Linked DNA regions of Mus musculus: all the other regions are linked to region 4. The links are chromatin contacts, called in public Hi-C and promoter capture Hi-C maps. All regions are on one chromosome and are shown on one strand. Each heading gives the region's core, a stretch centred on a gene start, on an enhancer-like site or on the middle of the called end of the contact. The rest is flanking DNA. Distances are from core to core; before and after follow the strand shown. Region 1 holds the start of Mtr (5-methyltetrahydrofolate-homocysteine methyltransferase). Region 2 holds the start of Ero1b (endoplasmic reticulum oxidoreductase 1 beta). Region 3 holds the start of Lgals8 (lectin, galactose binding, soluble 8). Region 4 holds the start of AW209491 (expressed sequence AW209491). Region 5 has its middle 440 kb from the start of Gm25020. Region 6 overlaps Sugct (succinyl-CoA glutarate-CoA transferase).

Region 1 (4,661 bases), core at 984-3,483, 2.4 Mb before region 4:
GCAAACAAACAAGTGAAAACCAAGCAACTTAAAGAATAACAAGTTATAGGACAATTAGTTCCTAATATGGGCCTGTAAGTGACATGCTACAGTGTCAGGAACACAGCTCCTCTGGAGAGAATGGCCTTAACAGGGGTCACAAAAGGACTTCCCTTTCACAGGACAAAATGGTGTAGAATAAAAAATACTTCTCTTTTTTGCACTACAAGCAAACTACCTCAATGCATTCTCAGCAGTTTCCCGCTTTGGCTACTTTACAATCTGCTCCACAAGCTCCTTGGAGGACACATCTTTCATCTGGGGCCTCTAATCTCTAGATTGAACTGATTTGCTACATTTTATAGGCATCTGTTCACATATTATCTCATTTTTGAAATATTTTTTTCTCCCACTAATTTTTAAAGGCCAGAAGAGATCTGAGCTGCTACCAATTCACTGGCTCCTTTTATTCATTCTTCCATTAGTCACTCTTAGCTAAGTTCATAAAAGCATGCAAGGGAGAAACATGAGATCACTAGAAGCTGCAGCAGAAACTTTCTCACACACAGGGTCTGAGGTTATACCCTCTCCCTGACCATCTGCTGGAGGGATTTACTCTTGGCAAGCATTCCACCACTGAACCATATCCACAGCCTGGGACATATCCAGCTTTCAGTTCAACCTTGAAGTTCGGTAATCTTAGTTCTTCCTTGAGACTTGACAGTATAACAGTAAATAACACAGAAAGAAACAAAAAACAAAAGCTGGACACCAGTGGCTAAGGGTTTTTTAGGATGTTAAAGCAACGTGGTTGTAATACCAACACATAGGTGAGAGAGGCAGAACTATTTCTAAGCTACAGGTAAGGAGCCTAGAACTTGATGTTCACCCATGGAGGAAAGTGGAGAAGAGAGCAGGGCCAGGTGCAAATAGCCAACCATTTTCTCTCATTTTCTGCAAGGGATCACTATTTAATCTATTCTAAATTTTCAGAGGCTTTCTGCAGCAATAACTATATTCAATTACTCTTCTTTTTCTAAAAAGAAAGGAAGAAGCCTGAAGCCCTAAAAGACTAAATAACCATGCCGTAACTCTATGAAAAAGAGCGATCTTTTTTTATAGCAACAGCAATGTGCTGCCGGGCAATGTCCCACTGGTTTCAAGAACAATTCTACCAGCCCTATTTGTCAGATATTCACCCTCCTCCTAGGGCTACACACTATGCCACACCATACTCACTGTTCTGTCTTAAAAAGAAACAGGATCTCATGTTACCGAGGCTGGTCCAGAACTCATTGTGTTCCAGAGAATAGCCTTAGACGTAAACCCCTTCGAGTCTAGCTTTATGCAGAGCTAGGGATTAACTAAACCAGAGCTTCCTGTCCGCTGGGCAAGCACAACCTGATGTCCTTATTACTAATTCTCTCGACTCTACGTCTTACCTCACTCACACGTCTTATAGGAATCTCTCTCCAAATCTTTAAGACACTCAAAACTGAAATTATACTCCCTTTGTGTCTTTTCTCATTGTGGAGGCCAGAGCCACCAATATCCGAGTAATTTGCGATTACTATTCTGCCTTCCATCCCCACTCCTGGGTACTGAGAGTCCAGTCAGGCAACCGTCAAGCTAAAGCCAGAGTTTCCAAAAGTAAAGAGTAGAAAAGGAAATTAAAACCCCACGTGGTTCAACTGTCTAGGCTGCCTTACCGGCCTCCCAGCATCTGAACTCGTCTCGGGCAGACAGCTTTCCGTAAACATTTACTGAATACAGTTATATCATGCAGAACTTCCCAGGAGCCCCGCGGGAAGTTGTTGCTAGAAGTTGCAGCGCTAAAGGCAGCGCTCGTCGCTCCGCCACCGGACCGAGCGTGTGCGGGTGAGTGAAGAAAGAGACCCAGCAAGGACCGCGTCCCCCCCGAACTCCAGGCTGGGTCTCCGAAGGAGAAACTCCTGGAGAGCCGAGGCACCCACAGAACCGCTAGACCTGGATGGAGGAGTTACCGAGTGACAACAGCGCAGGCGACGCGCCGCCAAGAGTCCTCCTCAAGCAGGGAAGGCTTGATCTCCAAAGAATTCCACCGCGGGCGGCTCCAGCCAGCGTTTTCTGGCCTGACGAACTGACAAGATCCCCGAAGCTCCAGAGCCGACACACCGGGCCTCCGGGTACCGTGCCTCGGGCACGCGCTTCTTACGGAACTCCCAAGCGCAGAGCTCCCCGCTACAGAGCAAGGCCGCAGCGACAGACTAAAGGAATTGACGACGTAGAGACGGCCGCCGCCGCCACTGCGCCGTTAGCTCTCCGCTCAATCTAGCCTCCGGCAGGAGGGCCCGCCCCCTTCCCGGCATGTGATTGGCCCTCAACAGCTCCTCGCCGCCGTGTATAGGCTGTTGGTCGTTACCCAATCGCCGGAGGCTTTGCTCCGTGGCCCTATGGGAGATGTAGTCCTGAGTACTGGGTCCCTATGGAGACCAGAGCGTCTCTTCCCTGAGTTCTGGAAATGGTTCCCAAAGACCTCTCCAAGTTCTAGTCGAAAAATTCATACTATAGTATTGGCTCTCATCAGTGGTGGAGTATCAAGGGCCAGGAATCTGAAGTCAGAAAATTAATTGTAGCTTAGTTTTGCAGACACTAAATATCTTGTCTCCCTCATCCACAGAAAAGAAAGACTAGAATGAAAGTGACTATTAATTTATAGGCTTGCAACAGGGGTTAAAAAAAGAACCCGTGAGTACACTATGGAAATTATGAGGCACTATAGATGCTAATGGCCACACTGATACTAAACATTTACTGAGTAAAACACTCAAGTTGAGATACACACTTGGATAGCACAAGTGGGCCAGTAAGAACTTGCACAAATAATTAAACATGGAAAGAAGAAAGTAGGAAACATCCCAAAGGGTTTATGGTATTCTAAGGCAAATAAGTATCTGGGGCAGAGACGGGAAGATTCCTGGGTTTTGCTAGCTGCCAGTCTGAATGAAAAGCCAGTGAGCTACAGGTTCAGAAAACAATCCTGGCTAAAGAAATAAGGTGGATAGTGAGAAAGGAGAATACAGATGGTCTCCTTTGGGCTCTGCAATACAGGAGCTCATTTATCTTAGCACACAGACATGCATACAATGCACACACGCACACACACACAAACAAACAAAGTAGTTGGGTCTTAAAGGAAGGGTATATTTTTTTTAGTCAGAGGAAATACACAAATAAAACATAACATTTTTTTCCCTTAGGAAGATCAAAGTTCCCTCCAAACCTAATTTGATGTTTTATTACTAGAAGCAAAGACCAGCATGGCACAGCATCACTCCAGAGGAATTAAGGAAGCACCTTGGGCTGCTTCACTCACATTCATTTGAAGAATGGATACCCCCTACCTCAGAATGCTTTAGGGAGGGGCTGCTACCCTTACATGGTTCCTTATTAAATTTGAAAAGTGCCTCAAAAGTTTTGACACCAGAAAGACACCCCAAAAACATGTGTCTAAACTGCAACTTCAGGTGAATATGACTAAAGCAGTTACATTGTGAGAAGTGCTGAAGGTATGAGATGTCTTCCCTGGCACAGGAGTGACCATGGTTCCTCACCACATGGTGTAGCCACCTGTCTTAGTTAGGGTTTTACTGCTGTGAACAGACACCATGACCAAGGCAAGTCTTATAAAAAACAACATTTAACTGGGCCTGGCTTACAGGTTCAGAGGTTCAGTCCATTATCATCAAAGTGGGAGCATGGCAGTATGCAGGCAGGCATGGGGCAGGAGGAGCTGAGAGTTCTATGTCTTCATCCAAAGGCTGCTAGTGGAAGACTGACTTCCAGGCAACTAGGGTGAGGATCTTATACCCACACCCACAGTGACACACCCATTCCAAGCAGGTCACACCTATTCCAAGAAGGCCACACCTTCAGATGGTGCCACTCCCTGGTCCAAGTTATACAAACCATCACACCACCCATGAAGAAGTTTCCCTTGAGCTGAGTTACAGGGACATTTGCTCCCTGCATGACTGCGAGCTGAGCAGTGTTGGGAGGGCATCCAGGAGGTGGAGGAGGAATGTTGCCAGCGGTGGCACCAGCTCCAAATCTGGCACCTGCATCATGCCCTCCTTCCACCAACACTGCTGAGCCAGGTGAATAGTTGGGACCAACTGCATAATAAGCCATGGGTATTGTGGAACCTAGAGGCCCAACAGCCACAGACTGGGCCATAGGCAGATACAATGAGGCGCCAGGAAATGCAGCTGACATGGTGGGGACTGTGGCAGCCCCTGGATGAACAAAGCTTGGACGATAGAGCTCTGAATATGCAGGTGGAGCATCAGTATAGGGTGGAGCCTGAGGAAGATGTAAGGTCTGAGGATATACTGGATTCCCAGGAGGTTGCACAGGGTAGGTAGGCTGTGTTGGATTGAAAGAAAAATAAAACTTGAGACCTGTGATTCATGTAATTTATGTCAAATAGCCCAAAGAGTTGTTTGTGAGCTTTGAAGCCTGGGACTGAGAACATAGCAGAACAGGCCAGGACATGCCCGGGCAGGCCTGTCGTTAAGACATTCCTGAGGCTGCTTGGCCATAAAGATAAAGAGAATGCTAAGACATGTCTGGACTGGCCTGGCGCCTCCATATCTCCCGCCCTTCTGACGTGGATTAAATGTTAACCAGATGCTCTGCTGTTA
Region 2 (4,364 bases), core at 402-2,901, 2.1 Mb before region 4:
AGTGCTCCGAATGACAGGCATGGTTTCTGCCCTTGATATCAGATATTTAAAATGTGAAATTTAAAAATAAGGCAGTTTATAACTAAAAAAAATGGCTATGTTCCATGATGTACACATTATCTGGGCCAATTGCAGCACAAAGGGACCTGAGGAAAGTCCCATGCATACCCAAAGCGCAGAGCGATGAAGAGCATAGAAAGGCAGCTTTGAGAAGCAAGTCGCACACAGTTCTCTGTTAGCTATGTGGAGAAAAGGGAGCTGGTGACATGGGAAGATGGCCTGTGAAGTTCCAGGGTCTTGGACTGGTTTATTGTTCTGTTGTCTCCGCCTTAAAAGTCTTCTCATTTCCCCTGGACTTTCATTTCTGGCTGACCCTACAGATCATGCAGTGGGTCTAGATGGAATCATGGATGCGAATGTTCTCATGTTACCAGAGAGGCCAGAGGAGATTTTGAAGATGTGATTAAGGATTTTGAGATCAGGAAATTGCCTGGGTTATCCGGGTGAGCACCATGCAATCGAAAGTCTTTATATGTAGGGACACAAGAGAGATAGGGTCAGAAAGCACAGACGACAAAAGCAGGCTATGCCACTGTGTCATGTGAGGTCCTGAATCTAGGAATTTGATTGGCCATAGAAGCTAGAAAAAGCAAGGAAACATTATTCTCTAGAATATTCCAAATGGATGCAGTTTGTTTTAGTTTTCTGGCTTCCAGAATGTAAGATAATACATTGGGGTTGTTTTCAATCACTACCCTTCTGGTCATTTGTTACATCAACAATGACAAATTGATACATACTACTGAATGTAAGTTTCCTATAACTCAGGAATATCGGTAAAGTTAGCGATTACCATTAATTGATCACTTATTTGCTAGGGACTACAGGAAGCTTATGTACATAACCTTACATAATCCCAGAACAATATTTGAGGTGTAATTAAGACCACAAAACCATCTAGAATGTGTTACATTTGGGATAGTCTATGTCCCTTTAAGCTTTTCTGTGCGTTTATCCCGATTCTTCGTTTTTCACTGTATAGACTGGGGTTTTCCTTCATCCTTTAAAATGTATTATAGATTTTCTGGTGTTGGTAGAGGAGTAGTGGAGACACCAAGCAATGATACTTCTGGGGCATGTGACATGAAGGAGGTGCTGAAGACTTCCTGACAAGATGCCAGGTGGTTTTAGGTAGCTGCAGAGGTGAGAAAAAAGGCAAAGAAAGCTCTTGGGAATAGCAAGTCAAAGATTCGGCCGGCCTGGCGAGAAAATCCTGGCCCCAGTAGGTCAAGCGGTGACAAAGAGCTATTGGCATAGTGCCTGAAGACCTGCGGGGATGGGGGTGGACAGTCTTGTTTCTCAGAGCGACGAAACAGAGGTTCCACCACCTCAGGCCAACCCCTAAAACAGCACCCACTCTCCCGCCTGCTCCTGGGTGTTTTGGAGGCCTCGTGGTCCCGCCTCATTGGCCGCCGCGGAGCCCCGCCTCAGGGAGGCAGAGCGACCTCCGAGCCTGTAGTTCTCCATTTTCAAGACCTTCCCACTGTGGGGGGGCCCCAAGGGGCTACAGGGACTACAACTCCCAGAAGGCTTTGCGCAGAGGGCGTGATCATAACTGAGGACGCCGGGGGCGGGGCCTCCTGGGATGAAGCGGGGGCGCGCAGCACTGGTACATCAGTCGCTGCTGCTGCGAACGGTAGAGTGTTCCTTGCCCGAGACCGGCGCTCAGACCCCGGGTCCTGGAGGCTCCCGGCTCCCAGGCACTGCCCCCTGCTGTCGTCGTCGCGGCGGGCCGTCGTTCCCCAGCCCCGATCGGCCGAGGCGACGGCAGCGGCCGAGGTCACCATGAGTCCGGGGTTCCGCCGGGCCGTTACTGGGCAGGGGGCGGCGGCCGCGGTGCAACTGCTTGTCACCCTGAGCTTCCTCTCAAGTCTGGTCAAGACTCAGGTAAGCCCGAGGACCAAAGGCAGGGGACGGGTCACGCCGGCGTCGCCGAGAGGCCGAGGTGCAGGTGCGAGTGGCCAGCCAGGGATTGAGAACCGCGCCGGCTAGTGCGGGAAACGTCTGTAAAGCGCGGCGGGCGCGGGGACACGACACGCGTGGTGATGGTTTACGGAAGAGGAAGATGGTGACGGCCAGTAAGCGCTAGCGGCTTTATCTTTGTGATGGTGACGGGGAGACACAAGTCTTGAGTGGTGAAGGTGTTGGGGACACAAACCTCTGACATCCTTCCCTCAGATGACAGGGAGGCAGACCCTCCATCCTCTTCCTGGGCTAGAGGGGGCATTACTTCATTTCCTTGAACTTGTGCTCTAGAGATAGCTATAGGCATTACCCGCTTTATAATTATCCACCTGTCCTACGTATGCAAAGTGGCATGCCAGGTGAGCCCAGTTATGACACTGGAGGGCCTAGGCCCCTACTGTGGGCTTCTTAAGTCTATAGTGAGGCTTGCTGGCTGGACAGTCCGGTAGACTTTGACGTTGCCTTGGTTAGGCAGGTATTACTGAAGTGTTCACTACATACTCGAAAGCCAAAGCACAGCCTCTTGCCTTGAAAAGAGATAGGTTAGCTCTGCCTCTTTTAGTGAGGAAGGTTTGAACAGGTTGCCAGATGCTGCTATATCTTGTCTGCACCTGCTGCAAAGTGCTAGCTCGAAGAGCCAAAACCGAAGAAAAACAAAAGTGTCTCAGATGGCCTGATAATGAGGGGCATGCAGTTTGAAGCAATTAACACTCATTGCTAAGAGAAAAAAAAATGATGGTAACTGTGAGAGTAACCGTGTAAACATGTTTTTCTGCCTTGTTCATGGTGTTATGGTGTCCAGCATGAAGTCCTAGAATACAAGAATATTCTGTTTGTGTCCATGTGTGAGTTCTCTTGAATGATTTGATAAAAATAAACAGCTAGGAACAGTGGCATACACCTGTAGCCTCAGCTCTCAGGGGTAAAAAACACAAACAGTAGGAAAAACAGTAGGATTGCCGCAGGTTGGACGCTGGCCTACATATTGAGATTCTGGGTTAGCCAGGACTACATAGCAAGACCCTCTCTCAAAAAACTAAACAATGAACCAGTCAGAGAAAAGAAGGAAGAAAGGGAAAGGAAAAGAAACCTTTTGTTAAACGTGGAGCTTGCTGAGTCCATCTGGAACTGAGCAAGGAATCAGAATTTTAAACAAGCCTTGTAAGTGTCTGTGATGCAATTGTTCTTTCCACTATACTTTAGTCAGGCTTGGCAAACACTATGATAGGATTCTGGGTGTATCTATCAGATTTAGAAAAAATAAATTTCCTAGGCTGTCAATAGCAAAGTTACTTTGTAGTTACTAGTTTGAGTGTTTGACTTGAGTGGAGCTTACATTTAGAACTTTTAAATAAAGTCTGATTTCTTGTTTTCTTGCTTGATATATGTCATTAATTAATTGTATACTTTTAAAATCACTAGTCTAGAAGCTTCACTTAAGGTTTCTCTAGCTACCAATAATCACATGTAATTAGTGGTTTATAATGTACCTGTAATTCTATTTGTTGATATATATTTGTAATATATATATCAACAATAAAATATTTGTGCATTTCAAAGTAACACCGTGCCTGTCTACAAAAGTATATTTTGTTCTTCTAAATACAGTTTTGATGTCATTTTTAGATAGCACTTTAACCTGTAACATGTTTAATTATATATTACCTCATTTTATTTGGTACATATCATGTGTAAGGCTGTGGTGGTTAAGTGAAGTTCAGAGAGCTTAATTGGCTTATTAAGTTACATAAACTGGGGCCCTAATGTAGCCCTTTATGCTCTACCCAGCATTAACAAATCAGCATACTTGCTTCAGTGGACAGAAAAACAGAGACCAGACAATCAGAAGGTGGAACATAGACAGTTCCTCTACTTCTCATGCATCCTAAACTTGGGGGACGGGGTGTGCAGGGGGAGAAAGAGTAAAAGTAAGAGGAAGAATTAGAATTGTTGAACAAACACCTCTGTTCACAAGAAATCAAAGTCATTTAAGGAAATAGGTACTTTGCCTTCTATATTGAAAGCAGGAAAATGTTTTTGACTATGTGAGAGGATGTTCATTTGTATATCTGATGCCCCATTTTCTTATAAATGAAATGCAAATATGGTTCATGGCATGCTAACATACAGTTTTCCTGTAAAAGGATATTTCTGTCAAATATATTTGAAACCCTTTAAAATGCCCATCTGAGGTGGCATGAAATCAAGGAACACAGAGCTCCCCACTAAATGGAGGTCAGAAATGTGGGACTCATTCCACTACCCGGAGGATTTGTTTCTTTTAAACCTGAAGACCAAGCTTTTAGTCTCACAGCTTCGTGGAGGTAGAATTGGTAAGA
Region 3 (4,558 bases), core at 202-2,701, 2.2 Mb before region 4:
AAACCAAGACACAAATATCACTCAAGCAGTGCTTTGAAACCAGGACAATATTCATTTAACTTTTCCTATTAGTAAAACAAGTAGGAATCACATCATAGGATTGCCCTGAGGATTGTACTAGTTTAAATAGCAGAAAACAGCTCTGTATGTGTTAGCTATTATTGCTAGAAAACATTGCTCTTCTTCAACCAGCCAAATTAAGTAAGTTGAGGGTGGGGTGGGGGTGGCAGAGTTACTCCGGGGAATACCAAATGCAATGTTTTGCATCAGCCCGGTTTTGAAAGATAAGAGCGCCCCCTCGGCACTGCGCCCTGCCCACTGAATCATTTACTACCTCTAGTCCTGATGACTCAAACCAGAACCAAGCCAGAAAATGAAACTAGAGTTTCCTGTCTTTTACTTCCTACAGTTCCGCCAGGCTGTAGACAATAGGCACTCGCCAAATCTCTTATTTTACCGGAGAAAAGAAAATTGCATCTCTCTTGGTTACACCCCTAAAAACCACCCTAGACCCCTACCTAGTATCTGTCACTAACTCATTTTATTCAAATCCTCTGAGCCTTTAATTCTGTTCTGTGCAATCCAGGAAGCACGAACTAGAGCAAAAAGGAGACAAGGAATTGCCATCACCACATCCATAATTGATATCTTTCCCGGAGAGAGATCAAGATGGCCTAGGTTGGCATTAAATAACTACTCTCCGAAGTCTCCAGACACGTATCACCGTCAGTCACAACAAGCCGTGGCTTAGGTTTAGGACGATTCCCAAACCCAGAGAAATTGCGTTTCCCCGTGTTTAACGTTGGGATAGAATGACGCAGCATGCTAAAGTGCGTGTCTGGAATAACGGAGTGTGACACAGCTGTCAACTGTCCCTGGGCCTGTCATTCTTGGGGATCCAGGTGATGCTCGCCCTTTCCCTGGCAGGTGAGCCGCCGAGCGGAGAGCCCTCACCGCAGCAGTCAGCGTTGTCCCGACACTACGGTCCCAGTACAAGCCTCAACCCACGATCGCTCCCGGTGTCCGGTGCCCCGTGCATGTGTCACGGAGGAGACGGCGGGATGCCGTGTCCACACTCGGATTCCGGTCCGGGAACAGTGGTATCCCGATGTCCCTGAGCCCGCAGTCGCCAGGACTCACCCCGGTGGTAGTAAGCGCTTTGCTCCGACTTGTGTCCCCTGACGGACGCCGTCCGGTTCCCGGAGCCGCCACAGGCAGAGGGCGGGGTCAGCCCGCGGCCGTTTCCGCGAGAACGACTGCAGGGGCGGGGCGTCCGAGTGCTGCGAGCTGGGGCTGTTGGGCTCTTAATGTCACACACGCAGACCTATGGCTGGCTGTGGGAGTGGCTGGCTGGGGTTGGGGTGTGGCTCACCTCACGTGCTGGAAGCCCCCAGGTTGATTTCCACCCAGCTCTGCACAAATCGGTCGGGGTGCACCCCTGTAGTTCCAGCCCTGCGAGGTGGAGGCAGGAGGACCACAAGTTCAATGTCATACTGGAGAACTTAAGGAATTCGGGGTCACTCTGGGACAGATACCTGATCTCAAGGGTGTTAAAAATACACTTAAAGAATAATCGTGGGGGGTGTGGCCGGGGTACTCCTGGGTTTGCCTCCTTTGCAGCCTTGGGTCAGAACTGAACAATGTTGTGAGCCAATCAGATTTAGCAGCCACTCATTGCCAATAACTAGCCTTGTGTGTGGAGGAATTCGTTCTTCTTTGTCCCTGCAAGAAACCCCATCCTGTGAGCAGTAGCCAGAACATGTCAACACTGGGTGATTGGCCGCTTATTCTGTGCTGGAGTTTACTACAGGGAACGCTTCCTTAGGAAACAGTTTAGACACTGATGCTCAGTTCTGAGCAGAGTAGATGGTCAATAAGCACTGAGCTGCATAGTCAGGGCGCTGCACTGCTGACGGTTTGCCCCGTATTTGTACGAACAAACTTAAATAAAACTGTAGGGCGCTGAGAATGGCTGACTGAGCTACCTAGTTTTGATGTCCTAATGGCCTCAAGGTTATGTTCTTTTCTAGATATTAGCCATGTTTGTTTTTAAAGGACATGTTTGACATAGCCATTTGGTCTTTTTCTCTGGCTGTGTGTTTTATTTTGTTTTGAACTTGTATTTTATTTTTTTAAAGCCTCTTAGCAGCAACCTCGTGTTCTGATTCGTTACTTTTTCTCCTTCCTCATGTCCATTTTCTAATTTTGATTAACTCCTCAAGATTCTACTTTAATAGCTGGAGTTAACCCTTGATGTATGTTGTCTTAGCTCTGTTGTTATTACTAGGTGTGGTAGGCTTCTCACTACACTTTCTGGGGTTTGTAAGAGATAGGGTGTGGAGAGCTTTTGGAGCCCGTTTCTAGAAACTTTGCAGGAATTAAACATTGGGCCAGGACACAGAAGTAAGCTCAGGCAGGAATATCGTTTTGGGCTAGAGCAAAGAAGTAGGCTTCAGTCAAGAATGTGACTTTGGGCTAGGAGAGGGAAGTAGGCTCAGATATCTTGGTCATCTTGATAAGCCCCTGCCTGGAAACATTGATCACAGGACTTTGTTCCTTGACTGTTTGTGTTTATAGTCCTGCTTGTCCTTGACCCAGAACTGATATTATTTTGCATGTACTTAAACTGGTATCAAAGCAGACTGGAAAAACATTATAAGCCTGACTCAGCCTCAGAACTCGCTGGGGTCATGCCACAGTGTTGTCTTGTTGTCTTTTTTCTTTTTAATTCCGACTCCCTCCCTGGAGAACCTGTTGACTGACGGAGCTGGCTTGGTCAATAGGGAATCTGCCATACACATTCCCAACCCTACTGTAATGCCTCTAAAGAAGGGCTCCCCAGGCTTCGGTTGAGTGCTACATTATTCAAAATGAAGAGCAGTTGAGTTATCTTCAGTTTTGCCTGAGTTGACCCCTTCTTTACAGAGTTAAAATAATAAATTCACCTCAGAGCTGGATGCATTCCAAGGTGTGGGAATAGCTAGTACAAAATCCCGGAGCTGCTGAGAGCAACTGTGTGCTCTGAAAATAAAGATCAGCATGCTGAGGCTGATGGGTGGGAGGAAGAGGGGATGACAGCTTGGAAGTGAGGTCCTTTAGGAGTGCAGATAGGAGGAGGAAACAGACTTGGCCAGAGCCTGGGAGAAAAGTCAGGAAAAGAGAGGGGGATTAAGGGAGAGAGAGAGAGAGAGAGAGAGAGAGAGAGAGAGAGAGACTTTAGAGACCGACCTGCTGGGAATGGCTATGGGTATCCAAAACAGAGAACATCCAGGTTTCTGAATGCTCTGAGGGGTCAAAGAGCAGGAACAGGATCAATGCGTGTTGTGTAGCTGCCGGGCTCACTGGAAACTGACTTTAAAGAAGTGTAGAAATGAGAGCTGGAGAAGCCCTGTGAAGAGGGCTCATAAACTCGCAAAACACTTAGCTGGGAAGAATTGAGAATCGAGCAAGTGGAAGAGTAAGGAAAGCTTTTCACTGGGGCTGGAGAGATGCCCACCCTTGCATAAGTGTTTCTGCTCTGACTTCATATGTTTCAATGGAGAATCAGTTTGGAATATTCTGTCCAGTTTTTTAAAAGGCTATTCATAGGCTGGGCAGTGATGTCCTTCAATCCCAGTACTCAGAAGACAGAGGGAGGTGAATCTCTTTGAGTTTGGGGACAGCCTGGTCTATAGAGGGAGTTTCAGGACAGCCAAGGCTACACAGAGAAACTCTGTCTCAAAAAACCAAAATCAACCAAACAAACAAAAAAACAAAACAAAAAATACTATTCATGGACACGAATGGTGCACAGACCTACATGTAGGCAGAACACAAAAAATAAAAAATGTTAAAGTTTAAAATGCCATTTATAATCCACTACATTATTTGTAAAACTCACTAGTAGGTTGTAGCCAGACATCCATGAACATTTAATGAAGATTAAAGTCTACTCAGACCAGCTAGGAGAGCCAATTTGTGCTGTCTCACTTGTCTTGCTTCTCAGGATTTTTTTCTCTTAAAAGCCAGATGTGAAACATTTACCATCATGTGACTGACAACCAAATGTGTGTAGAGGCCAGAGGTTAACCTGGGTATCGTTACTGCAGAGTCACCCATCTTCCTTTTTTTTTTTTTTTTTTTTTTTTTGATTTTTTCGAGACAGGGTTTCTCTATAGGCCTGGCTGTCCTGGAACTCACTTTGTAGACCAGGCTGGCCTCGAACTCAGAAATCTGCCTGCCTCTGCCTCTGCCTCCCAAGTGCTGGGATTAAAGGCGTGCGCCACCACCGCCCGGCCCATCTTCCTTTTTGAGACAGGACATCTCACTGAGACCTGGAGCTTTTGGGTTTCGCTAGACTAGCTGGCCTGCAAACTCTAGGAATCCTCCTGTCTCTGCTTCTCCAGTGCTGGGATTACAAACACACTCTGCCACACCTAGCTTTTTATGTGGATACTAAGATCAAACATAGATGGTTATGTGTGGGAAGCACTGTACTGACACCTGTCTCCCTGGCCCCAAATTCTTTCACTTTGACCTAATGTCTCTCACACTTGAGCAGCGTTACCCAGGAACATTG
Region 4 (4,871 bases), core at 2,329-4,828:
GGTGCTTTAGCTGCTGAGCCTTACCCCCTGCAGTGCCCTTCTATTTAAGACGTGTGTTGAGGAACTAGAGAGATGGCTCATTGGTTGAGACCAGTTGTTGCTCTTGCAGAGAATTTGGGATTAGTTCCAAATACCCACACGGTAGCTCATAATCATCTACAGCTCCAATTTCAGAGGAGCTGAAACCCTCTTAACCTTTGCGGGCATTAGGTAAGCACATATGGACAACATACAAGCAGATAAAACACAAAATATTAAAAAAATTACTAAAGGTCTTGAGTATTATTAATAATCTCTCTAGATTCGCCTTGATGTATTTGAGTCCAGCACAGTATTAATCATAAGGCTTTGTTTGGTTTTTTTTCGGGTTTTTTTTTTTGTTGTTGGTTTTTTTTGTTTTTTGTTTTTAATTATCTGACTGCAAAGAAATTAGAACAGTGGTTTTCAATCTGTAGGTTGCAACCCCCTTGGGAATTTAAATGACTCTTTCATAGGGGTCTTCTGAGTTTTGGGAAAACATATTTACATTATGATTCACAACAGCAAAATTAAAGTTGGGGCTGGAGAGATGGCTCAGCGGTTAAGAGCTCTGACTGTTCTTTCAGTGGTCATGAGTTCAAATCCCAGCAACCACATGGTGGCTCACAATTATCTGTAATGGAATCTGATGCCCTCTTCTGGTGTGTTTGAAGGCAGCTACAGTGTACTCGAATAAATAAAATAAATCTTAAAAAAAAACCAATGCAGTATTTAAAAAAAAATACAGCTAAGGTAGCAACAAAAATAATTAGGAAGACTGACAACCACTAAATTAAAAGGTTTCTCCCTTACATTGGTGAGTGTGTGTGTGTGTGTGTGTAAGTAAATTTGATATTGTTGGAAAGGTAGGATTTCTGTTAGCTGCTGTTTAATTTGTTTAAACCTGATGTCCAATATTAAAAAAAACAAAACACAACAGAATGCTGAGTGGTGGTTGCACAAGCCTTTATTTCCAGCACTTGAGAAACAGGTAAGTGGATCTGAAGTCAGTGCCAGCCTGATCTGCAGAGTTCCAGGACAACAAGGGCTACATAGAAGAAACACTGGCTCTCAAAACAAGAACCCCAGAAGAATGTCAACATGTATCAATCAAAGAGGAAAGTAGAGGTATATAAATTTAAGACGAGGAAAGTGCAGATAGTGCAGCGGAAGGAAACATTAGATTCAGGGTCAGCTATATTCTGCCTCCGCAAATGGAAAGCTGCCTGCAACCCCATCCCCTTTGTTCACAAGGCTGAACAGAACTCTTCATTGACCTTGAAACTCATCTGTTCCCCTTTTGTTCTAGTTGCTTCAGAAACTCATTCGTTGATGTAGGGGCTCATTGTACACCGAAACATTCTTAAATCATTTAGGCTTCTGGATGTTAGTTTCTTTTCATCTTGTGTATTATAGTGTTCCCAGTGTTCATAGCTTCTCCCAACATTTGGTTGTATCTGGAAAGCTTTGGCAGCAAATTCCTTACCATAAATCTTGCTTTGCAAAGTTACTAGCTGAGCAACGTGACTGTTCTTGACGTTTACATATACTGGGGAAGGGGAAGTAGAAGGGAAGAGTGAGGAAGATTCTGCTTTTTAATGGAGCACTGAGCTCTTTTACCATTTTTTGCATTTTCAGTTGATTGTCATACACAGGAGTTCCTGACTCTTGGTACTTAAGCTCACCTGCTTTCCAGTCAGTTTCCAAGCTTTTCAACTCTCCAGCCCTAACCTTTGCCTCGATGTAAAGAAGAGTAAAAACATACTCAGTGGGAGGGGTCGGTACTTCTCTAGGATTAGAATTTTAAGTTCCTGGCAACCAGTGCAATGGCCCCTTTATTAGCTATAGTTTGTGTCTGTGACAAAATACTTCCCTCTCTGTGGCCTTTGGGATTGTCTTTTGTTCCACAATTATTTGCCTTTTGATGAGTTTTTACTTCCCAAATGTGTGTGCCATCCTCTTGTAGGGGCCATGTTAATGTTCTCTGGATCACTTGGGTTTTAGTTTAAAATGTGCTGCCAAAGGAAGGACATTTGATAAGTTTCTTAATGGTTATTAGACCGAATGCCCAAGTAGGTCCTTATTAAAATTTTTTTTGTAAATTTTTTAGTATATTTACATTTTTCCTTTTACTTTTCTTGATTATGGACCTAAAATTTCTGTTAACTGAATATCTGATTCTTGCTCTTTGCTGTGTTTCAATTCCTTACTGTACTTTCTAGTCCACTGATGTTTAGAATATGCCTTTACTTCGAAGAGCTGTTTCCTATCTGTGCCTTCAGCCCTTAAATGAAGAGAAGCTTATTTGAGGGCCAAAGTAATCAGGTAGCTGAAGGTTCCAGTTACAAGGTACTTCTTAAGGAAACGTGCTGTTGTATGTGCCTTCTCTGTCCTCCAAATCCAAGCCGGAGAAGGTTGGGGAGTGTTGAGTTTGTGAATGAGTCTTCTTGTAGATTGTGATTGTCAGATTTCTTTGGAAGTTTTTACGTATTTACTGTTTGAAGGGAAAAGGTGTAGGGGGTGGGAGCATTGGAGGAGCAAGGAGGCTAGGGGCAACATTTAATCAGGAAAATTTCCCATTTTCTAATGGTGCCTATTTTTTGTTGGGCTTCTTTCTATCTTGACACCTGTTTACTTACATCACAATAAACTTATTTCTGAGGGAGGAATGGGCTGGCTGCCCTGGATGGGAGAAAGAACTCTGGTATGTTATTAATGGAGTCTTTTTAAAGAATGGTTTTAATTCTTGCCCCCCCCCCCCCCCCCCATTTAGACACACCTGAAGTTCCAAAGCCCTCTGGAATTTGTGCTTGATAAACCCTGGCAGGCTTTGCTGAAGGCATTTACAGCGTTGTTTGTGCCTCAGGGGCAAAATACATCTATTTACCCTTTAGTTTAGAACTAAATAAATTCGTGTGTAATGTATTTGGAATAGCGCTGGCTACAGAGCTTTTTTTTTTTTTTTTTTTTTTTTTTTTTAGTATATTTAAAGCACCGAATGAGATATTGCTCCTGTCTTAAGATTTTGGTAGTGTGTCTGATCTGAGTTACTTCTATCCTTAAAGTAGTACTTGGGACAAGGAAAACACAATTGAAATCTAATACTTAAAATAATACTTAAAAAAATACTTAAAATTAGTTTTGCTTTCTCAAACTCCCCCTCACCTCGGATAACTTTGAACTAAATATCCACAGCCCCTGAAGCTATGCAGTTCTCTGCCCTGTTCGGAAGGACAGCACATTTAAAGGTTCCTTCTATGTAAAGGCCAGGATGATGCAACTAAAAATGCTTCCGAGTGGCGTTTGGAACCTCATGGTTCTCGATTTTTATTTTGCTAAAAATATCCAAATCTGAGACCCAAATAAGTTTTAGCATTCAGGACTCAGTGAGATTGAGACCCAACCCTTGACCCGCCCCTGCTGGCTGGGAGCTCAGGTTTCCGTCGCTTTGGTAGCAGAAGCCGGTTGCCCTCAACAAATATGGTCGCTGCGGTGCCGCCTGGGACTCAAGCTCAAGCTCACCGGGCCGGAACCACGTAATGCCAGAGGCGGGACTCGGCAGGCGGAGTGCCTCTCAGCAGAACAAGGTGAGGACTGACTGGTGAGCTGTCTCTGCAGACTGCCTCTGTGTTCCCTCGCCATGTGCGCATGGTGTCTGGCGCTGCTGGTGAGGATCCGGGGACCAAGGGAGTGAGTGGGGAATAGAGGGAGGTGGAGAGGGAGGGCATGGGCCGGGTCTCGGGGCAGGAAGGGTCAGTACTGCGTCTTCCCTACTCTGGCCTCTAAGCACTAGGCCAGCTGGAGCCTGTTTGATCCGGACTTGTTGGATCAGGCCCAGCGGTGCAGGTGGACATACCAGAATGGGAACCACACTCACGCAGAAACACTTCACCCCAGGCTCTCGCACCTTGTCATAGTCCAACAGCCAGGCTGGCCACCTGGTGTGGTGTTCTGGGTCCTTCCATCTTTTCCTTCAGAATGGGAACAGGAGGCCAGTTGGTTATCCCCTTTGTTCTATTGAAACATTGCTAAGTTGACATCACATGCAGAAATCAGACAGTCTTGATTGCTTGATATTCTAAACCCTGTGGAAATCAAGAGGCAACTCCTTAAAAGACTGTATCCGGGAGTGGCAGCGCACACCTTTAATCCCAGTATTTGGGAGGCAGAGAAAGGTGGATTTCTGTGAGCTCAAGGCCAGCCTGGTCTACATATTAAGTTCCAGAACAAGCAGGGTTATGTGGAGAAACACTGTCTCAAAACACAAACAACAATCCCCCCTCCACCACCACCCCCCCAAAAAAATCCAACAAGCCCCAAGAAAACAAAAATCATCTATTGAAGGAGTAAGAGGTGAGAGATCCTAGGATGACTAGTTTAGGAGAGCCTCTTGTTTGGACAGTTTGTGGATTTTTAATATTAAGCAGTTGTTTTTACATTAAAAAAATCAGTTCTTTGAGAATTTCATATCATGTGTTTGGTTCATATCCACCATGGATGACTCAACCAATCCCATACTCCACCCCTCCTTCAAGACTGCTTTGTACTACCCAAATAGTCTAGGATGTGTGGTCTTCCACTGAAGGGTGGGAGGGAGGCTACACTCCTAGAGAAAACTGTCTCTCCCTCTCCCAGCCGCTCAGAATTGCCAGCAGTTGCCATGCTGGCTTAGGCTTGCGCAGGGTTGGTGCATGCTGTGTCCAGAGGAGGTTTCATTGCAGGTCTTACCTTTTTTCCTTTCACAATGATCCCTGAGCCTTGTGAGAGTAACATATGAGTGTTACATATGTCCCTTTTAGGAATAAGAGTTATATGTAGTCTTTTAGTCTCTGCACCTTGGCCAGTTGTGAGTA
Region 5 (4,947 bases), core at 826-3,325, 2.1 Mb after region 4:
ATACTAAGAAAATACTGGAAATATACAGAAACCAACACACCTGCAAACAATCAGGCTATTTCAGGCAGTATTCAAACATAAGGGCTGCCCTTGGACCTAGATTCATGCAGGGTGGATCTTTGGGCTTTTCTAAGTCAGAAGTAAAGATACAAATGTCATTTCAGTGCATGGGGGCATGGTAGTGCCCTCTGCGCCTCATGCCATGGAACCACAGACACAGCATATTGTTTGTGTGTGTGCAGCACAGTTTAAGAATAACAGTTACAGGTATGTAAGTACAATGTCCGATTATCTCCTCCTGACACATTTCTCTCGATTCCCTGATGGGAAGAGTCATATGAATCTGTGCTCAGGGGAGATTGCCTCAACATTTGTCAGTTCCTCTGGGGCTAAGGTACAATGAAAACTGTTTGAGTGGCTGTGAAGCTGGCCTCAGAGGTTCATGTAGTCTAATGGAGGGGAGGGTTCAAAACATTCAGGGAGCTTTTTAAAAAGCCCACTGTTAGAATGTGCCCTGACCATTCAAATCAGGAACGTGACCCACATATGCAGCCAATACTCAGAACCAGTACACACTTAGTAACAGTGGGCATGAGGATCACTAGAGCCTCTACCTGACAGGATAGACATTGGAACCTTAGAAATGCTACTACACTGTGTCCTTGACCCACACAGGGTAACCTATGTTTCTCTCTGTCTTTCACTCTGAAACATTTTGTAAAACATTCAGTAGTAATCATATGTTCAGTCATTATAGAATTAAATACCCATTGAAAAGGCTTCTTAAAGCTACAGGGAGGCCACTGAGTGACTTCAAAGCTAGAAGCCCTGGAATGGACTTCAGGACCCATTATGTTTTCATGCTAGCATTGGGGGGTTTGTTTGTTTGTTTGTTTACACTCCAGATTTTATTCCCCTCCCAGTCTACCCTCTGACTGTTCTACATCCCCATACTTCCTTCTCAACCCTTGTCTCCACAATGATCCACTTTTCCCTCTCAGATCCCTCCCTCCCTCCCCCATTGTGATTGCTTTCTTCTCTTTCCCAAGTGGGACTGAGGTGTCCTCACTTGGGCCCTTCAGCTTGTTGCCCTTTTTGAGCTCGGTGGACTGCATCTTGTGTATTCTGTGCTTTTGTTTTTAGCTAATATCCACTCATTAGTGAGTATGTACCATGCATGTCCTTTTGGCTCTGAGTTACCTCACTCAGGATGATACCACAATACCAGGGGTGGCAATACTGAGGGTTAGTCTATACTACTGTGAAGTCAGGAAATAAAGTAGTTCCCAGATAAGCAACCCCTTACCACTTATGGGAAACTGAAGTTTACCTCACAAAAAGACTTTATGAACACTATGTAGATACTGCTGACCTGAAAACTGAGGAGGAGGTACCATCCAATTATTCCGAAGTTACCTGGGAAGTTTTGGCCAGCTAGGAGCATCTGTTTTTGTGATGCATGCTTCTGTGGAGGAGAAAGTATTAAGATTTCCAGGAGGGAGGACTACACCCCCATCTTGAGAAGCTAAGGTTATCTAAGTGAAGCAAGTAAGAAATGTCTGGAAAGAAAACAAACCAAGAACATGAAACAAGGTCATGTTTTGTTATGAGCGGGGCAGTAGTGTTGCATGAACCATAAACTGCCTAATATGATAAAGAAAAAAGTACATGATGAGGCCAGAAAGAACAAGGTGGGACGCTTTTGGGAGCATTGCTGAGTGAGATGAAGGCTTATGGTTGAGAATAGAGCTGGATGGAGAACTTTATTGAGGAGAGCCTGCAGAGGGACTCAGGGGAATGGCAGGATGCTTGTGTACACGTGAAGCAAGAAGTAAAATTTGTGGGATTTCAGGGCTGTTCTGTTTGTGGCAGGGATGTGAAGGATAGGAGGTACAAAATGGTTAGTGCTAAGATGATGGTTTGTCTCAAGATGTGGAATTTGAAATGGGTGGCAACAAACATTTAGAAACAAAGGCCACTGACCACATGAGGGCTTGAGGTGACAGTCTTTTATGGAGTGCCAGCTGTGTGGCTCAGAGCTGCCTTGGTCTTGGCTTGTTAAGTTGCTCCAGTCAATGTAGAAAACAAAATGGAAAGGACCTCGCCTTCCTCCTGTTTCCCTATCTGACTCATCACACTGACAACTGGGATTAGTGCTTTTGTAATGCAATTGTTTCCGTAAATCCCCACTCATTGTAAACCAGACATGACAAAGAATAGTTTTCCATCCATTTGCTGCTCCCCTCAGTAAACCAGAGGCCTGTAAAATGCTGGGGCTTCCTTGGGGACCATAATGCACTTCAGATTAAAAGTGGAAGGAAGGTGAAGCATTTAAATTAATCGCCAGTGGAAACCCCAACCCACTTGTTATGGTCATCTGCAGCTCACAAACTCTCTCTCTCTCATGTTGGCTGAAACCAAGAAACATAAAGATGCTAAAAACGCAGGACAGAAAATTGGACTGAACCGTGTGGCGTTCACCTCTGTCCCCACTGATTCCCCACCTAGGAATTCTGTCTAGACTTGGCTTCCAGGCACATTCCTCTGGCTTTCAGTAGGCAGAGGTGTCTTACTCCTGCAATGCGCACACGATTTTAAAAGCACTAAGAACAGGCTTGCAATAAGCCACTGCCTTCTAAGGGTCAAATCTCACTGCTCCAACTGTGACCAGGAAACACAAATATATTCCAGATCACTCAGCCCACAGGTGCTGAAGCCAAGAGCTGCAAATCCCATGTGCAGACTGGCAGACCTTTTTCTCCAAGTCTCCAGATGTACAGGGGATGTTTTATGTACAGGAAGACAGAGGCTACACAGTGACAGCTGGGCTTCAGAGAAAAAAGTATGGACATATGCTTAGCTCTACCACAAATCCCCCAAATTCAAGCCACCAGCATAGGAGGGAGAAGGGGAGCAGCCTGAGGGATTTTGTCTGTGCGTGCCTCCCAAAACCTTGAGTGCTTCTTAGATGTCAGACATTTTCTAAGGATATTTCCCCTACTTAAGGCAGAATTATGTACACTGAAGAAGCACATTTCCCTCTACTTAGAAGTCAGGGGGCAACACAAGAATTTAGAGGACCATTACACCACTTACTTGTCCCTGATAGATGAAAAGCAATTTATGACTTACATTGTCATATTCATCTTATTCACACCATTTTCAAAAAAAAAAGAAAGAAAAGAAAAGAAAAGAAAGAAAAAGAAAAAGAAAAAGAAAAAGAAAAGGAAAAAGAAAAAGAAAAAAAGAGCTAGAGAGAAATATATTCTTGGAAGTGGGTTTCACAATGGAAACAACTTTACCAAAGGAATGTATAGAATGTACAGCTTAGCCCTTCCTGGTCTTTGAGGATCTGTGAGAATATGCCATGGAGATTTCCCCATTGTAGAAACGCAAACAATGTTATATGATGATTATGGTGAGGGTAATGAGGACAATGATCATGAGAAGACAATGGACTTTGGGATATATTGAATAAAGGTAAAAGATTCTGAAAATGCAGAAGAATCCAGAATAGTGAAATGAAGGGAAAATTCAGGAATCCTGAACAAGATATGACATCAGACATTCTTCACTCAGAGATACTCAATGAGTCTTTAGCCATAATATTATTGACCATGATCTCTTCTGATATCAAAATCTAAGCAGGATTAAGCCTGGATAGTACTTATATGGTACAAGTATTTATTGAGCACATATTATTTGCAGCCTATGCTGCATGCTTACAGACACTGTCATAAACAACTGATATCACTGTTTTATTACAACTTTCTGTATAGTGGTAGAAGAGATACTGAGTATAAAAGTAAAAGAATGTCAGATCTTAAGAGAACCAGAGAGGACATGTATGTGTGCATGTTCTGAATGTGGGTATTAGTTTGTGTAAAGGGTATCACAGCAAACTACAATGGGAAAACAGCACTGAATGCATGGCTAAGTAAAGAAGCATTAAACAATCACCCATGGACCTGAGCTGGTAATTTCAGAGGCTAAAGGAGCTTCCAACTCTTCTAACCCTAATCTATGGTTCTCCGATTACATTTTAAGATACAAATCCTGGGCCTGGATTCTGGCCATTTAGAGAACACTTGCCAAAGAGATATTCTTCACCTTCTTACTTATCTGCCACCATGGAGTCATTTTCTCATAGAGGAAACCACAGATGAATCTATTTCCTGTGTTATAAGACATGAAGTCCAATAATGGGAGGACTGGTGACAGCAAAAGCTGTTCATTTCCTACCTTCCTGCCAGAAAGAAACCCAACTTGGGCTTTGACCAGGTTTTTCCCCAATGCTTCCTGGCTTGTGAGCTCAGTTCTGTTTGTAAAGGGCATGTAGGCTGAGTCTTATTGATAAGCAGACATGATAGGGGTATCCACTGTGCCTCTTGGAATTATATTATTTTCCACTGTGTAGTCAGAAGTATGGGGCATAGAACCCTGGATCCGTCTGGGGTTGTTCTGAAAAGGTTGCCATTTAAAAGGTAATAAGTCAGGCTTTAAGGGCACAAAAATCAATGCTGATGAAGCTTGTGTCCACATGTGATCTCCACTATGGCTGCCATATGGTCAAAAGTCCAAAGATAAGAATTACTGGGAGGTGAGGCAAATTTCAAACTGAAAATCAGGCTTCATTTAAAAAAAGTATAATCAGAATCTTCATTTTAATAATATTCTTAGGTGATTCACGAGCACACTCAACCTTGAGAAGCGACGCCTGAGTTGATTTCTCCTGAGCTGCATAGAGATAGATGTACCCTAGTTCCTTACCTTGGGTCTGTCTGCTAGTCTCACAACATTCCGGTCTTGCATTCCCTTGTACATGAATCAGGCCCTTGAATTCTTTCAGTTTGTAAAGATGATTATTGTTCTGCCTCTACTGTACAGGTTTGAAGAAAATTGCTGCTAAGCATAAATATGTCAAGGTTCAAAGCCAGGCTGGGTCAC
Region 6 (4,797 bases), core at 845-3,344, 3.0 Mb after region 4:
CATGTTGCCTGTGAAGCTGGGATAGAAGCCAGAGCCTTGCTGAGGCTAGGCAAGCATTATATAACTGAGCTCCAGCCTCAGCCATGAATCTTCCTATGAAGCAAAGACTTCCAAGTGCTGGTATTACAAACATTTACTACCATGTCAAGCAGTCCAGTAGAGCTTCTTAATCTCACAGTTTATAGGAAAACTATCACAATATCACAATAGTCTTAATATTTCTCACAGCAGTTCTAATACACAGAAGTAACTCAATATCATCTTTATTGTTGGAGAAAATATATATTTAGAAATCTGGAATATGGAAAAGTTATATTCCACTTAGGTTTAAATAGTTGAAATTTATGTTAAGTTACTGAAAACATTTTATCATATTAAAAATTATCTTTTCCACAAGAACCTTCCTGTTTCCGTCTGTGTGTGGAGCTGACCCTGTGCCACAGCTTTCCATATCCAAATTCCTCTGAGAGAGAAGTGGACTCCCAGGAGTGCTGACACACAGGCTTACAGGAGGGACAAGCCACAATCAGAGACAGCAAGACCAGCTAACACCAGAAATAACCAGGTGTTGAGAGGCAAGGGCAAGAAGATAAGCAACAGAAACCAAGGCTACTTGGCATCATCCAAACCCAGTTCTTCTACCACAGCAAGCCCTTAATAACCCAACACACCAGAAAAGCAAGAATCTGATTTAAAATCACATCTCATGATGATGATAGAGGACTTTAAGAAGGACATAAATAACTCCCTTACAGAAATACAGGAGAACTTTAAACAGATAGAAGCCCTTAAAGAAGAAACACAAAAATCCCTTAACAAATTACAGGAAAACACAACCAAACAGGTGAAGGAATTGAACAAAACCATCCGAGATCTAAAAATAGAAATAGTAACAATAAAGAAATCACTAAGAGAGACAATCCTGGAAATAGAAAACCTAGGAAAGAGATCAGGAGTCATAGATGTAACCATCACCAACAGATTACAAGATATGAAAGAGAAAAATCTTACAGGCAGAAGATACCATAGAAAACATGGACACAATAGTCAATAAAATTGCAAAATGCAAAAAGCTCTTAACCCAAAACATCCAGGAAATCCAGGACGCAATGAGAAGACCAAACCTAAGGAAAATAGTTATAGAAGAGAGTAAAGCTTCCCAACGTAAGGGGCCAGTAAACATCATCAACAAAATTATAGAAGAAAACTTCCCTAACTAAATAAAGATGCCCATAAATATACAAGAAGCCTCCAGAACTCAAAAGAGATTGGACCAGCCGGGCGTTGGTGGTGCACACCTTTAATCCCAGCACTCAGGAGGCAGAGGCAGGTGGATTTCTGAGTTCGAGGCCAGCCTGGTCTACAAAGTGAATTCCAGGACAGCCAAGGCTATACAGAGAAACCCTGTCTCGAAAAACCAAAAAAAAAAAAAAAAAACCAGAGAGATTGGACCAGAAAAGAAATTCCTCCCATCATGTAATAGTCAAAATACCAAGTACACAAAACAAAGAAAGAATAGTAAGAGCGGGAAGGGGAGAATGTCAAGTAACATATACAGGCAAACCTATCAGAATTACACCAGACTTCTCACCAGAGACTATAAAGGCTGGAAGAACCTGGGCAGATGTCATACAGACTCTAAGAGAACAAATATGCCAGTCCAGGCTGCTATACTCAACAAAACTCTCAATTGCCATAGATGGAGAAAACAAGATATTCCATGACAAAACCAAATGTATGCAATATCTCTCCACAGATCTAGCCCTACAAAGGATAATAGATAGAAAACTCCAACACAAGAAGGGAAATACCCTAGAAAAAGCAAAAAAATAATCTTCTTTCAACAAACTCAAAAGAAGATAGGCACACAAACATAATTCCACCTCTAACAACAAAAATAACAGCAAGTAGCAATCACTTTTCTTTAATATCTCTTAACATCGATTGTTGGAGACCTACATTGAGCCATAAGCCAAAGCTCCCCTCCCTTCTTGAGAAACTTCTGTCCTTTTGAGAGATGTTGGGGACTGACACTGAATCATAAGCCAAAGTTCCACTCCCTCCTGGAGAGACTTCGACCTTTTGAAATGACAGCTGACAGAACATGAAGATCAGATAATAGTATCTATAAACTTCCTGTGAAAAACCACAGAATGTCCCCTGAGCTAAGAGTAGATAGCACCTTCCCGGGCAGTTATGCAGAACCACCCCTGCCCCCGGACTGAGGCACAGGCAAGTTTCTCCCTCTTTGCTTCCTTCCTCCTTCTTACCGCTTATATTCTGTAACCTTACTCGCAATAAACAGACCTTGATAGGATCATCTACTTGGTCTAGCTCTTCTTTCCCACCAGTTTCTCTTTCAGGCAAGGTTCCCTTCAGACCCCCTGAATAACTGGGTCCCCCGGGTCAGGACAATCAATGAACTCAATTTCCCAATAAATAGACATAGACTAACAGACTGTATACAAAAACAGGACCCAGCACTTTGCTGCATACAGGAAACACACCCCAGTGACAAAGACAGACATTACCTAAGTGTAAAAGGCTAGAAAAATTTTTTCCAAGCAAATGGTCCCAAGAAACAAGCTGGAGTAGCCATTCTAATATTGAATAAAAGTGACTTTCAACCAAAAGTTATCAAAGATAAGGAAGGATGCTTCATACTCATCAAAGGAAAAAACCTACCAAAATGAACTCTCAATTCTGAACATCTATGCTCCAAATGCAAGGGCATCCACATACATAAGAGAAACTTTATTTAATCTCAAAGCACACATTGCACCTCACACAATAAGAATGGGAAACTTCAACTCCCCACTCTCAGCAATGGACTGATCATTGAAACACAAACTAAACAAAGACACAGTGAAACTAACAGAAGGTATGAACCAAATGGATTTAACAGATATCTATAGAACATTTCATCCTAAAACTAAGGAATATACCTTCTCAGCACCTCATGGCACCTTCTCTAAAACTGACCATATAATTGGTCACAAAACAGGCCTCAACAGATTGAAATAATTACATGCATCCTATCAGATCACCACAGACTAAGGCTGGTCTTCAATAACAACAAAAACAACAGAAACCAACCCCACATACACATGGAAGATGAACAACACTCTACTCAATGATAACTTGGTTAAGGAAGAAATAAAGAAAGAAATTAAAGGCTTTTTTAGAATTTAATGAAGATGAAGGCACATAATACCAAAACTTATGAGACACAATGAAAGCAGTGCTAAGAGGAAAACTCAAAGCTCTGCATGCCTTCAAAAAGAAACTGGAGAGAGCATACACTAGCAGCTTAACAGCACACCTGAAAGCTCTAGAACAAAACGAAGTAAACACAGAAGGTAAGTAGACATCAGGAATAATCAAACTCAGGACTGAAATCAACCAAGCAGAAACAAAAATAGCTATACAAAGAATCAACAAAACCAGGAGTTGGTTCACTGGGAAAATCAACAAGATAGATCAACTATTAGCCGGACTAACCAGAGGGCACAAAACAGTATCTAAATTGATAAAATCAGAAAGGAAAAGGGAGACATAACTATGGAAACCAAGGAAATTCAAAAAGATATCAGATCCTACCACAAAAACCTTTTCTCAACAAAAATGGAAAATCTGAATGAATGAACAATTTTCTAGACAGATCCCAGGTGCCAGAGTTAAATCAGGATCACATAAATCATCTAAAGAGTTCCATAACCCCTAAAGAAATAGGTGCAGTGTACTGGCTAGTTTTGTGTCAACTTGACACAGCTGGAGTTATCACAGAGAAAGGAGCTTCAGTTGAGGAAGTGCCTCCATGAGATCCAGCTGTAAGGCATTTTCTCAATTAGTGATCAAGGGGGAAAGGCCTCTTGTGGGTGGGACCATCTCTGGGCTGGTAGTCTTGGTTCTATAAGAGAGCAGGCTGAGCAAGCCAGGAGAAGCAAGCTAGTAGGAACATCCCTCCATGACCTCTGCATCAGCTCCTGCTTTCTGACCTGCTTGAGTTCCAGTCCTGACTTCCTTTGGTGATGAACAGCAGTATGGAAGTGTAAGCCGAATAAACCCTTTCCTCCCCAACTTGCTTCTTGGTCATGATGTTTTGTACAAGAATAGAAACCCTGACTAAGACATGCAGTAATTAAAAGTCTCCCAATCAAAAAGACCCCAGAACTAGATGGGTTTAGTGCAGAATTCTATCAGATCTTCAAAGAAGACCTAATACCAATACTTCTCAAACTAGTCTACAAAATAGAAACAGAAGGAACACTAACCAACTCATTCTATGAAGCCACAATTACACTCATACCTAAATGTGCCCTCCCTGCAGTCTTGAGCAGGCTGGCTCAGACCTGGTTTGCCACAGTTGCTAGCCCACCTAGGGTGGAGTCTTCCGACCTAGGTAAAGTCTATTGTCTTGCCACGCCTGTGGTTTCCTCCAAGACGCCACTACGTGCTGAGAGGCTGAACTTGTTTTCCTCAAGCTATCCTGACAAAGTAAACCTCAAGTAAATCCAGAAAAAAAAACCCTGTCATGAGTAAACATTGGCCTTAATCAGAAAACGTTGCCTTGGGTCTTTATTTCTTTTACTGCCTTTCCCATCCAAACCCCATCTTTCCTTTCAGGAACCCAGTAACCTGTGGCTGCTAGTGGCTGCAGCTAAACCACAAAAAGATCCAACAAAGAAAGAGAAATTAAGAGCAATTTCCCTTATGTATATTGATTAAAAATACTCAATAAGATTCTCACAAACCGAATCCAAGAACACATCAAAACAATCATCCATCCTGATCAAA

The links. Promoter capture Hi-C pulls out the DNA fragments that hold promoters and counts their contacts. Hi-C and Micro-C count contacts between places; a contact is called where the count stands out from the background.
Region 1: a contact with region 4 is called in a promoter capture Hi-C map of pre-B cells, with 5 times the contacts expected there. The contact joins the promoter of Mtr here to the promoter of AW209491 in region 4. A contact is called at or near these places in 3 of 39 promoter capture datasets (liver and pre-B cells), 2 of 484 Hi-C or Micro-C datasets (CD4 T cells and erythroblasts) and 2 of 115 datasets of contacts at active chromatin or transcription factors (pro-B cells and thymic regulatory T cells).
Region 2: a contact with region 4 is called in a Hi-C map of CD4 T cells, with 4 times the contacts expected there. The contact joins the promoter of Ero1b here to the promoter of AW209491 in region 4. A contact is called at or near these places in 4 of 39 promoter capture datasets (liver, neutrophils and pre-B cells) and 1 of 484 Hi-C or Micro-C datasets (CD4 T cells).
Region 3: a promoter capture Hi-C map of liver shows a contact between it and region 4, with 2.8 times the contacts expected there. The contact joins the promoter of Lgals8 here to the promoter of AW209491 in region 4. A contact is called at or near these places in 3 of 39 promoter capture datasets (liver and pre-B cells), 1 of 484 Hi-C or Micro-C datasets (B cells) and 1 of 9 other capture datasets (adipose tissue).
Region 5: a promoter capture Hi-C map of stem cell-derived epiblast-like cells shows a contact between it and region 4, with 2.5 times the contacts expected there. The contact joins the enhancer-like site here to the promoter of AW209491 in region 4. A contact is called at or near these places in 3 of 39 promoter capture datasets (the 3T3-L1 cell line and stem cell-derived epiblast-like cells) and 1 of 115 datasets of contacts at active chromatin or transcription factors (astrocytes).
Region 6: a contact with region 4 is called in a Hi-C map of the G1E-ER4 cell line, with 3 times the contacts expected there. The contact joins the enhancer-like site here to the promoter of AW209491 in region 4. A contact is called at or near these places in 4 of 39 promoter capture datasets (the 3T3-L1 cell line, 3T3-L1-derived adipocytes and liver) and 1 of 484 Hi-C or Micro-C datasets (the G1E-ER4 cell line).

What each region holds. Positions count from the first base shown.
Region 1 is chr13:12,255,880-12,260,540 of GRCm38.p6, forward strand. It overlaps Mtr (5-methyltetrahydrofolate-homocysteine methyltransferase), which reads right to left and starts at 2,234. Exons shown (of 33, transcript NM_001081128.3): 1 at 1,983-2,234.
Region 2 is chr13:12,564,232-12,568,595 of GRCm38.p6, forward strand. Ero1b (endoplasmic reticulum oxidoreductase 1 beta) reads left to right here and starts at 1,652. Exons shown (of 16, transcript NM_026184.2): 1 at 1,652-1,947. The coding sequence starts at 1,846.
Region 3 is chr13:12,460,287-12,464,844 of GRCm38.p6, forward strand. It overlaps Lgals8 (lectin, galactose binding, soluble 8), which reads right to left and starts at 1,452. Exons shown (of 10, transcript NM_001199043.1): 1 at 955-1,452.
Region 4 is chr13:14,626,680-14,631,550 of GRCm38.p6, forward strand. It overlaps AW209491 (expressed sequence AW209491), which reads left to right and starts at 3,579. Exons shown (of 2, transcript NM_134067.4): 1 at 3,579-3,685.
Region 5 is chr13:16,767,511-16,772,457 of GRCm38.p6, forward strand. No RefSeq gene overlaps it. Among named protein-coding and RNA genes, the nearest start is that of Gm25020, 440 kb to the right of the region's middle. Within about 2 kb of position 2,076, at least 17 of the 459 cell types and tissues checked have an H3K27ac peak or open chromatin away from gene starts, as enhancers often do. A contact at or near this core is called in stem cell-derived epiblast-like cells, where this site is marked.
Region 6 is chr13:17,625,142-17,629,938 of GRCm38.p6, forward strand. The region is part of intron 6 of Sugct (succinyl-CoA glutarate-CoA transferase); the gene reads right to left. Among named protein-coding and RNA genes, the nearest start is that of Gm40826, 58 kb to the right of the region's middle. Within about 2 kb of position 2,095, at least 20 of the 459 cell types and tissues checked have an H3K27ac peak or open chromatin away from gene starts, as enhancers often do. A contact at or near this core is called in the G1E-ER4 cell line, where this site is marked.